Regions from separate parts of the Rattus norvegicus genome. Here regions 1, 2 and 3 are each linked to region 4. A link is a contact called in public Hi-C data. All regions are on one chromosome and are shown on one strand. The core of a region is the stretch at or near the end of the contact, and the rest is flanking DNA. Distances in the headings are between cores, read along the strand shown. Region 1 has its middle 85 kb from the start of Pabpc6. Region 2 overlaps LOC120097713 (a long non-coding RNA gene). Region 3 has its middle 220 kb from the start of Pabpc6. Region 4 has its middle 47 kb from the start of MGC94891.

What was found. Hi-C and Micro-C count contacts between places; a contact is called where the count stands out from the background.
Region 1: a contact with region 4 is called in a Hi-C map of Schwann cells, with 10 times the contacts expected there. The contact joins two enhancer-like sites. A contact is called at or near these places in 3 of 12 Hi-C or Micro-C datasets (the A7r5 cell line, Schwann cells and frontal cortex) and 1 of 1 datasets of contacts at active chromatin or transcription factors (oligodendrocytes).
Region 2: a contact with region 4 is called in a Hi-C map of Schwann cells, with 12 times the contacts expected there. The contact joins two enhancer-like sites. A contact is called at or near these places in 1 of 12 Hi-C or Micro-C datasets (Schwann cells) and 1 of 1 datasets of contacts at active chromatin or transcription factors (oligodendrocytes).
Region 3: a contact with region 4 is called in a Hi-C map of Schwann cells, with 8 times the contacts expected there. The contact joins two enhancer-like sites. A contact is called at or near these places in 1 of 12 Hi-C or Micro-C datasets (Schwann cells) and 1 of 1 datasets of contacts at active chromatin or transcription factors (oligodendrocytes).

What each region holds. Positions count from the first base shown.
Region 1 is chr1:53,506,121-53,508,820 of GRCr8, reverse strand. No RefSeq gene overlaps it. Among named protein-coding and RNA genes, the nearest start is that of Pabpc6, 85 kb to the left of the region's middle. Within about 2 kb of position 1,385, at least 9 of the 93 cell types and tissues checked have an H3K27ac peak or open chromatin away from gene starts, as enhancers often do.
Region 2 is chr1:53,672,835-53,675,534 of GRCr8, reverse strand. The region is part of intron 3 of LOC120097713 (a long non-coding RNA gene); the gene reads right to left. Among named protein-coding and RNA genes, the nearest start is that of Pabpc6, 81 kb to the right of the region's middle. Within about 2 kb of position 1,289, at least 11 of the 93 cell types and tissues checked have an H3K27ac peak or open chromatin away from gene starts, as enhancers often do. A contact at or near this core is called in Schwann cells, where this site is marked.
Region 3 is chr1:53,368,453-53,371,152 of GRCr8, reverse strand. No RefSeq gene overlaps it. Among named protein-coding and RNA genes, the nearest start is that of Pabpc6, 220 kb to the left of the region's middle. Within about 2 kb of position 1,447, at least 12 of the 93 cell types and tissues checked have an H3K27ac peak or open chromatin away from gene starts, as enhancers often do. A contact at or near this core is called in Schwann cells, where this site is marked.
Region 4 is chr1:54,263,234-54,265,933 of GRCr8, reverse strand. No RefSeq gene overlaps it. Among named protein-coding and RNA genes, the nearest start is that of MGC94891, 47 kb to the left of the region's middle. Within about 2 kb of position 1,378, at least 27 of the 93 cell types and tissues checked have an H3K27ac peak or open chromatin away from gene starts, as enhancers often do. A contact at or near this core is called in Schwann cells, where this site is marked.

The DNA.
Region 1 (2,700 bases), core at 136-2,635, 760 kb after region 4:
GAACAGACAGCACGTGCACGTCCTTGTTCTGAGCACATATTCCTGTACATTGCAATCTCCTCTGCTTTCTCCAAACTGAGCTCTCACTACACACAAATAACAATACTTTAGCGAAATGCTATCTCCTTACCTAGCACAGTCTAGCATCCCATTCATGATCCTCCAGCCTCTGCCACCCAAATGCTGGAATTACCACCACACCAGGCTTCAGGCATTTCTCATTCTTCAGAATGGACACTGTTTCCTAGTACCCTTGAGAACATGGCAGTGTCCAAGATCACAGCTCACCAAGCTGAGGTGCCCCACCTCTCCCTAATCCCACACTATCTGACAAGGCTGCTTTGCCCTCCCAGTTCTTTCGGAGAACCACAATTCCACATCTGTATGACCAAGGTCACAGCCTGCACACTCTGTAGCATCTGCTATTACAAGCCACAGGGATGTAAGTTGACTGTGGAAAAACACCCTGCACTAAAACTAAACTATATGCTAGTATGCAAATCCATTACAGCCTCAGGAAACATTTTCTTATTCCTTTATTATATCAGTTTGCTTACATTCTGCTTGGATACATTTAACAAACTTTTTTCATTCTACTATTTAAACAGTAATTTAACTGAATGGTGAGTGTGGTTCGGTGTGTTACAGGAGATGGACAGAATTACCATCCTGAAGAAAATGAACATCTAGAATAGAAACGGGCAATCAGTTACAACAGTAGAACAGGGAGAGATGTATGAGGTCAGAAGCATTTCTATGTTTCTGTTGATTTGGCTTTAAAACAGCCTCTCTGTAGCCCAGACTCACCTTAATCTCACTACATAGCCATGACTAGTGTTTGGCTCCTACTCCCCTACCTCAGGCTCGTAGTGCTAGGTTTACAAATGTATTGCCACCATGCTTGGCCTTTTTCGATCTCCATGTCAACTTTCCTCGAAAAATAGTAGCTTGTATCAGTGACCCCATGTTTTTCTTAACAAATAAACATTGGTATCTGTCCACTAGACCATCACACCTAAGTCTACCAAAGATCCCCATGCTTATGCTTTAAAGATTTCTTAAGCTGTAGCATCCAAACCAATCACACAATCTAAGAAAGACACTGTCACAAGATCAAATATTGGTAAACACGGCTCAACGTTACTTTTAACTTCTTGAGAAGGAAACGGAAATGAGCTGAGCACTTGAGCATTCCCTGGTAATTAAATTTTCTCAAAGTAGGTCATGGTTCCCATTCCAACTGTCTGAGGCAGCCCATTCGGTCACTGGGCAGCTTTAATTGCTAAAACATTCTTCCCTGTTACCAAGTGAAAGCCCTTCTTCATTTCTCCCCGAGAAGCCAGTTCTGACCTCTGGAGCTCCAAGTGGGGCTGGAATCTTTCTTCTCCATGATGGTGGCCCTTTAGTTCATGGGGTTAGATCTCAGGCCCCTGCTTGCCTTTCTTTCATCCAGACTGGCTCCCAGTCACTGTCACCTTCAGTCTCCTGATCAAGCAGGAGCTGATTTCTGATTACATTTAACCTTGCAGTTTCCTGGTCCATAATATCCAGCCCCTCCTGTTTCTATGGAAGCTAGCTAACAGGACAAGACTGAGTGCCTGTGGCTATGAGTTAACACCGAATGACCTCCCTCCCCTGGCCATTCTCCATATAAACACTGTCACCACCTTTAAGACTGTTTCACACATGTGACTATTTGAACAGTCTTGCCATGTCTGTGTTTGTGCAGCTGGGTTTCACTGACAGGACGACACACTGTCACAGCTACTCTGCTACATTCATAGTCTCAGATTCCACACAGTTCCCACTGTTCCCTGTTATTTAGAGAAACTGGCTCTGGCATGCCTCGTGTTCTGGGAGGGAAGACTCACAACACCCATGCCTTTGATAGACACCATCCTCCAAGTCCTCATGCTGGTAACTGCATATCTTGAATCAGACAGGACCCGGCAGGGGGAAATCCCCTTTGCATCCATAAATGAGGTTTAGAATGACAGTCTTTGAATAAGCCCCTTGGTCCCCTGCCCCTCTTGTCATTGGAGATCTGGTCTGCAAGCTCCTCCACCCCTCCACTTCCTCACTCCCTTCTGCCTTCATCTCTCCAAATGTCCCCCACTAGAGTTGTATTAGTGGAGTGAAGGAAAACGCCATAGATAGAGGCATCTTGGTTTACCAGTTGTCCCATTTTAACCTATGCATTGGCTTCCTCATATGCAATGTGAGATGATACCTACACCTCATAGAATCACTGTTAGGATTAAGAACAGCTTACACCAAGGTCTCAAACCACCGGGAGTGACTAAGTTTAAGTAGCTACAGAATATTGGAGATACTTTAACACTAAAGGAACGCACCACTTTCAGTTCTTATTTCTGCTCTTCTACTTTATGAAGGGCTGGGGATTCAACTCTTGGCCTTGTACATGTTAGGCAAGGGGTATGCCTCCAACCTTTATTTTAGTTTTTCAGTTCTGGGTCTCCTACAGGATCTTCACACCCACAGTCTGCACAGCTCTCCCTCCTGTTCCCCGCTAGGTCTGTATTGTAAGAGTCAACCACTGTTGAACCCGCTGTTAGTGTTCATCTCCTCTGCAAGGGTAGAGCTTGATTAAAAGGAAATCAATTCTTCATTTGGTTCCAAGCAGCTGGTACCATGCTTGCTACATCTACAGTACCCAATACATGCTTCCTCAGTTAAAAG
Region 2 (2,700 bases), core at 40-2,539, 590 kb after region 4:
GACAGTGAGTGAAGCATCTCATCCTGTTAGATATTCTCCATTTTCCACAGGACTTCTTTGAATGGACATCAGGAGTATATCATGCCTGTTCCTTAATTAGGAAGCCAGAAGAGACAAAGAAATTAATACAAAATTTTCTCTGCCTCATAGTTTGTTTTACTTTGGTAACTTGAGTTTATCCCCAAAATATATCCCTTCAGGGACTAGAGAGATAGCTCAGTGGTTAATAACACTTGTTGCTTGTGTGATATATGTTATGGTCTCAGGTACACACACATGTGTTGAAAATTAAATAGATTAATGTTTAAAGAACACTACAATATATGAAATTAAAAACACATTTAAAAATATTTTTTAAATGTCTCTTCACTTCCATGCCATGAAGGCTTCGTGTGTGTGTGTGTGTGTGTGTGTGTGTGTGTGTGTGTGTGTATACATTCATGTATGTGTGTGTGTGTATACATTCATGTATGTGTGTGTGTGTGTATACATTCATGTATGTGTGTGTGTGTGTGTGTATACATTCATGTATGTGTGTGTGTTTATGTGTATGAATGCCCGTGGATCTCTGTGTGAGTGTGCATGAGTTTGTTTGTGTGTGATTGTGTTCCTGCGTGTGAATGTATGTCTGTGGATCTGTGTGTGTGTGTGTGTGTGTGTGTGTGTGTGTGTGCGCGCGCGCGCGCGTTTAACCCTGCATGTGCATAGATTGCTAGAGCAGTCCATACTGGTGTTCTTCCTTTAACTCTTTCAGTATAAATGATGTTTCAAAAAGTACAACTCCTGAAACATGTCAACCTTCTGAATTAATCTTTCCCAACACACACACACACACACACACACACACACACACACACACACACACTTATATAGGCACAGAGATGAATAGAAACACCAACCTCTGTTTAATTTCATCTGTCACAAAGTTCTTGACACAAGATTAAATGTTGGTCATTAGATGAATTCTATTACTGATTACATTTTGGGCATTCTTGAGCTGTAATCAGATCTCCCAGGGTTTTATTTAATTCATTAAATGAAAGAATTAATATGGAACTCATATTGATAAGGGAAATGGATTCCCTAGGTAGTCCTGTCAATATCTAAGCAAAGAGAAAAATAAAGCACCAAAGGGCACTTCACTTTTGTCTGTTCACTGAAGTCAGACCAGCTCCGTGAAGAAATGAAATTATGGCAGTCCAGGCAGATAAAAATGGACCCATGAGACAGACATAGCAAAGCCCGGAGCTCTGGAGCCATCCAGAGGGCTAAGAGGGGAAGGGTGTAAGATCTAAGGAATCTACCCCAGGCTAAATGGAGAGACAGGACAGGCTCTGTCTGGAAAAAGCCACTCAAAGGGATTAGGGCTTCCAGGAAGCTTGCAGGGGGTTGGTGATATATTTACAGCTTGAGTCTCACTAGCAAACACCTCTGATGTCATTGAATGACCCCGAATTACAAGAAAATAATTAAACAATAGCACCAAGGCTGTCTTCCATTGCCTACTGAGGCATAAGATTAGGAAGAAACCCATGAGAAAGCTAAGTCTCTGGGCCTCTCAACTCCAGATAAACAGAATCCAAGTGTCCTGTAAAATGTTAATGAGTTCTAATCAGCAAAGAGGCACTGGCACCAAATAAATTTGCAAGTCCTGGGTGTGGGACACAATGAAACTCTTCAGTAAAGACTCTCACACACTATTTAGTGTGCTGCTCATGATAATTCCCCAACCCAGTGTTGCATTTCCCAAACCCATTTAACTTGGGAATATTTTTCTAATTCAGAGCCCCCATTAGCATTGGACATTTGTGTATGGGTGCCTCTCAATTTGGAAAACAGTGGGTAGGTCCATTTACATTTGAATGGATGCCTGTAGACAGCTCCCATTCTGTCTGTTTGGCACTAAAAGCCCCCAAGGAAGCTGACTCCTGACAGGATAGAGCATAGAAAGACCAGTATGCAGGCTCAGGCAGAAAATCTCCACATTGGCTAGCATGTTCCCAAATCATTAGAATGGACAGTGTTCTGGTCATTTATGCTCAGTGCTCAGATCTGCAAAGAGCCAAGTCAGCCTGTGGGAAGTCATTATGCTCACAGAGACAACTGAGAAGGGAACTGAGCATGGTGAAGGCAATAGGTGAGGGCCGCCCTGCAGGTGTCCATGTAGGTGTCCTCAAAGATATAGTTATGAAAACCCAGTTCAGATTGACCTCATGAACCTGGATCAATTTTCAGGGAGTCTAATGCCAGGCAGTTCATTGCTGGCATATTTAAAACACGGTATAATTTGGAAAAGGGTTTCTAAGCCACAATCAGTCCAGTTCCAGGTGTACAATAAAACTTAACGTATTACTACATAGCAACTCCTTTACAAAGTACATATCACTGTGAGTTCTATAGCTAAAAGAGCTAGTATCAACTGAGGTCTTTACTGAGACAGCACAGAGGTCACCAGGCAATAAAGTGCATGAGACATCTCCCTGAAGGGATAGGGGAATTTGGGTGAGGTCTGCCTCTACTGGTAGCAAAAAGGTCATTGGGTCATTAACAAAAATCACTCCCAGCTGTCTGGGCAGGAAACAGGTATTTTATTTCCTCCATTGAGAAAAGGTCCTGTGTGTTTAACATTCCTAGTTTCTCTAGTGATCTGTAGGCACAAGGACTTTTGTACCCCTGTCCCCGCCAGCGGGGACCCAGTTA
Region 3 (2,700 bases), core at 198-2,697, 890 kb after region 4:
CGAGCACTAAGGAGAAATGATCTTCATAAGATGACCTGATGGAAAGCCCCGGAAAGCAAGAACACACGCAAAAATAAACAAAAAACATCAACAAGCAATTTTTAAAAAGTACTGGAAAAAGGCAAAAGCCCACCGCCAAACGAATTGAGAGAAAGGTGTTCGTTGGAAGTGTTTCACTTGGCCAACGCTGCATAGTTCAAGTACACTAAAAAGTTCCATTTCATCATGCTGGATCCATCATTTCTAACATTTACCTGAGAGAAAACACTTTGATGTGTGACTACTATCAACATAAAAAATATTTTCCTAGGGATCACTAATTAGCCAAGCAGAGGGTGACTGATTTAAAAGGGCCTATGTTTTTCTTCCTCAGAAAGGTTTCAAAAGGAAGGGATGCATTTTTGAAACAATAATCCAGATTTCATTGATCCACGCTGCCTACTGGACTCCAGGCTTCTGGACTGACCTTTGGCCCAGTGGGAAGTCAAGCCCCCAACACTTCCAGCAGGGGGCTCTGTCCCCCAGCACAGACTCTGAAGTACTCTAAGACAGTTCAAGGTTAAGATGGCTCCACAAATAACAAGCCAGAGACATAGTCCGGCCATTAGGGCGATGCAGCCTAAGTGTGTGATTATGGCTCAGGAATGTTGCCGTGAGGGAAATCTGTGCTGAGATCTTATTATTGGGTCTTATCATGTGTGTGCTTTTATATCTCACCAAGAGAAGGGATGCGGGTTGCCATACACAAGGAGCCAAAGAGCATTTTTATGAAATAACCATCAAATGATAGGGTTCACATTAAAAATACTGAAAGATTTGATGGTTTGCCTAAAATGGTTGACAACTCACAAATGCCAATTTTCCATTAAAGGAAATAGTGTGGAAAAGAGAAAATGTGAAAGTAAAGTTGGAGGTAAATGGAAATGAATTAGCTCTCCTGAGATGACAGGCTGAATTTTGCAAAAAGCAATTTCTACAATTAGGAGAATGGTGATGTTTGAAGGAAGCCGTATTTTGATGGATCTGCAGTCTAGATGATTTTTTTTCCTTAAACTCCTTTATTTTTCATTTCCTACTCTATCTCCCCTGCAAGGGACCGAATCAAGAAGTCCTTTAAATACTTAAGATTTGAATTGTAACTAAATAAAAAATATTTGGTTCAAAGTTTAAGTGGTACCACTTTGAGCAAGAAACATCAGAAAGAGAGTAAGTACCCATGCCAGACCAAAGCTGCAAAACAGAAAGTTAACACAGGCTGCTACTTGTTCTTGCTTTATTTCAGGAGATGATGGCTTCTAGAAGGGGCTCGCATCCCCACTGGGAGAGAGACTGCTGCCGGACAGGTGCAAGTAGCTAATGAAGGATGACATTTGCAAGAGAGTGGAACAACTTATTCCCTTCCCAGCCCGAAGAGGCTTTCTGTGTAAGGCCCAAAACACAGGCACACAGCGCATGTCATACGGGAAGCTGTCAGGCCTGCGCCGTCCCTTTGTTGAAACACCATAACTCTGTCTATAAATAAAACAAATAGTCTGCACTCAAATTTCCGCATGATCGTGTGCCGAAGATTCTCAGAGCGTGAACTACTTTGTCCCACATTAAATGTCACCCTTACGGGAAGATGCCGCTGTCTCTTGGGTTGTCTCTGTATTAACTTTTCATATTCTTGGGGAGTGTTCCTGGCGGAATGAGCCCCGGGTGCTTGCGGTGAACTGCTGGTGGAGGTCACGGGTGGAGAGAACACTGTGTAATGTAAGTACTCAGTCTCCTACAAGGGCAGCATTCACTGGGAATGTGATTTCAACAGAGGCCAGCCGCTCCGCCAGGCGTACCTCGCCCAAGCAAGGCCACATGGGATCTATTTCTAGCAGCTAATTATGGGGTACTGGAATAACAACCCTGGATAAAGGGAAGAGATAGCCACAGAGCTCACATGAAGAGCGTGTTTGCCATTGGCCAGTCCCTAAGGGGCCGAACCCAGTCCGGAGGTGGGGGTGCAGTGGAGGGGAAGAGACCAAGCCCGAGCCTTTGAAGTTTACAGCACAGTTGTAACTCAAAGCAAGCAACTGCTTCACAGAGTCAGTCCAGCCCAGACAGTTCAAGTAGAAAGTGCCCCAAATATCAGCCAAGGAGAGAGAGAGACATGCTGGCAAAATATGAGGGCGCACTTCAGGTGAAGACACGTAGGCAGGATCCACCATTTCTGGCTCCAGGGTATTGGAGTCACCCAGCATGAAGCTTCAGGGTGCTGAGCTGCTGTGTCCCATAGGCAAGGGTTCTTGGAATCAGGTCCACACGCAGCTCAGAGAGGCCCAAAGGCGGATCTAAGCCACTAGACAGGTTTGCACACTTCAGGTCCAGGGCACTTTGTTAAAACACGGAATAACGTCACCAAGTGACTAAGTAAGGATCGTGCGTTCACCCGTGCTTGAACTCTGTCTCTCAGCACGAGTGAGGATTTGATTAAACATGGGGCTAAAGGCATTCGGGGGTTGATAACCTCCTCCAAGAGCAAAGTAATTGTGCATTTAAATTTTAAGACTCTTAAAAATAACCCTTCTGTGGTGACCCCGTACAAGCTCTTTCAATCATTTCCCGTCTCCTGGTAGCACTCTTCAGGGGTGTAAGGGTGTGACCATGAATTTTAGCTGTTTAACATAACTGAGACACGTGTGTTCAGTGACATTTCGATCCTTCCCC
Region 4 (2,700 bases), core at 129-2,628:
AGCCAGGAGTGTAAATACAAGCTCGAACAAACCCTTTTGTTGCTGTGGTTTTTAGTTTCTCCTGGCAGAAAACCGACTAGCTCAACTTGAGAGTCGATTCTGGAGCAATCTCAGTCTGTAACATGTGGGGGTCCAGTACACATCTGGCTGTAGACACGCCCATGGGTGCGGCTTTAGATCTGTAGCAGACCTTCCTGTGAGTAGTGTGCATTGAAGCTGCCCTCGGAAGGGTCAGATTATAAGCTGTCCTTGGCCAGATGGGGGTAACATACCAGAGCGAGACCCGGAACAGCGCTCTCAGACACATGTCTCTAACACCTCGCTTTCTGAGAAGAGCTCAATGGTGTCCTGAAGCCTCAGAGCTGACGGGAAATTAGTCATTCTGGTCAGCATCCTTAAAGCTTTGATCTTTCCAGCAGCAATGTGAATATTACATATTTTTTTTCCACCGGCATACTTTGTTTTTTTTTTTTTTTTATCACAAAGGACTAAGGCTTAGCCTTTGATAAATTCTCATTTGCAGAGATAAAGTAAATGGGGAAAAAGCATCTGGGACTTTATGGAAAATGGCAATTTCACCCCCAACTCCCCTCCCCCCAGTGATCATTTTGAAGTTTGGAAGGGAAACACACACACACACACACACACACACACACACACACACACACACACACACACACCCCTACCCCTCAAAGCATGGAAAGCGTTAGAATTAAACCAGGCACACAAAGCAATAGAATGGAGAGGAGAAGCTCTCTGACAAGCCTTCTCTTTATTCTCTTGAGCTAAGTCTGCCACACGACACACTGGCATCCGGAAAAGTAAGATTCTGACAGGCTAATTTCAGCTTGTGCTTCCAATGACACGTACACAAGGCACTTGTTACGTTTAGTGACAGTCAGTGTCATTTTCTGTTTAAAAGCAATCCATTTGTGTGCATGCCTATGAGTGCAGGAGCCCTTTGAGGGAGTGGGAAGGACATTTGGGGTCTAGTGAGGGTTTTCACAGTCTCAGGGCTAAGGCAAGGGAAGGGAGTCCTTGTTGGTATCGTCAGGCTGCTTGGATGACCATGTAGGGCAGGGTTCAAGGACAGAGTCATCACATCAACCTGGTGTCTACCCGTGACTTTCCCATCAGCAGTAAGATCTTAGAACCTAAGAGCAGAGGATGAGGTGGTGATTTTGTTTGATTATAGTCCGTCTTGCTGTAGCTGTGAAGTAGAAAAGCTAAAAACAAAGTCTCTGTGGAGTTAGAGGACACATGGAATACAGGAACAGAACAACAAAAATAAAACCGAAGAAAGCTAAAGGAGGACACATGCGGCCAGTAGGTGGCGCCATCACACCATACAGAACCCAGCTTCCTGGCAGCGCTGTGCTGGGGAGATTAGAGCCATATACAATTTCCTGTTGGCATCGAAGGTGAAGTCAAGGGTTGATATAAAGAGCTCCATGAGTCTCTGAAAATGCCGCATGCCGGCAGCAACCCAGGCTCACCCTTAAAAGAACTTCAGGAGTGAGGGCGCCAAGGAGGATACTGAGTCATAGCCCCATCGAAATAGTGTCTGATGTCACTGGCGAAAATAGACCCGGAGATCTCTCTCTTCTGTTTATCCCGCTGTAAAGAAATGACATTCATCGGGTGACTAGAGAGTTCATTTAATTACAAAAGACAGAGCCATAATAGAAAAGCAGGATACGACTCCCTTGTCTAAAAGGTGTGGTGGATATTTGGAACCATGTATTTCCTAACCTGTGGTTTACAGCGTCTTTTAAAATTTGCTTTCTAAAGGAAACAGCATTTCGAACAGCCAAGATTGCTCAGGTCAAGACAGTGTGTAATTACAGTGCCAGATGGAGACTATTTCTGCCAACCACGATTCTAATTTCGTCTTTCCCTTTACCCAGTACTAAATTGAGTCTACTTAATAGAGACACGTACTGCCAAAGCCACCCACAGGCCTGTGTCCCATTCTGATTCCCACCGATCTTGTAACATTTCAGACAAGCTCGGGATTCAGATCGAACAAAGACAAGCTGTGCTACCATAGGGCTGAGTGATCTACAAAGAGGATCTGGGAGACTTAAACAGTGCATATAGGAGGCAGGCACAGTCCTCTGACCAGAAAGCCTTAGGAGGAAGGACAATCTGTCATCCCCCTGTTGTGGATTTAAGCTACTATTTCCTTGCACTGACTCTCAACTATCTCAATAGGGGTTTTGCTCAGAAATCTTTACAGAGTCCATTTCTTCCCCTGCTTGCCGAGTGTGATCATGGGCTAGGGGTTTTATTTAAGCCTCCTCCCCCAAATCACTGGTTTCAGGGCATTGGAACAGGGCATGGTTATCAGTGTGGTACTGATGCAGAGCTGTGGTGACCATGGAGATCTGGATGCTAGCTTCTCCATAGAGGTGTATTTCCTGTTTGTAGGGACTAGAAAGAATGGGAATAGGGCTGGACAGAAGGGAGGGATGGGGGAATATGAAGAGGAGAGGGGAGGAGAAGAGAGTAGAGTGCAGGGAAGGGGAGGAGAAAGGGGGAGGGGAGGGCAGAGGAGGGGAAAAGAGGAAAGGGGGAGGTGGGGGAGGAGAGGGGAGGAGAAGAGGGTGGAGGAGAGGAGTGGGGAGGAGTGAGGAGGACAGGAGGGGAAGGAGGGGGAGGAGAGGAGTGGGGAGCAGTGGGGAGGACAGGAGGGTAGAG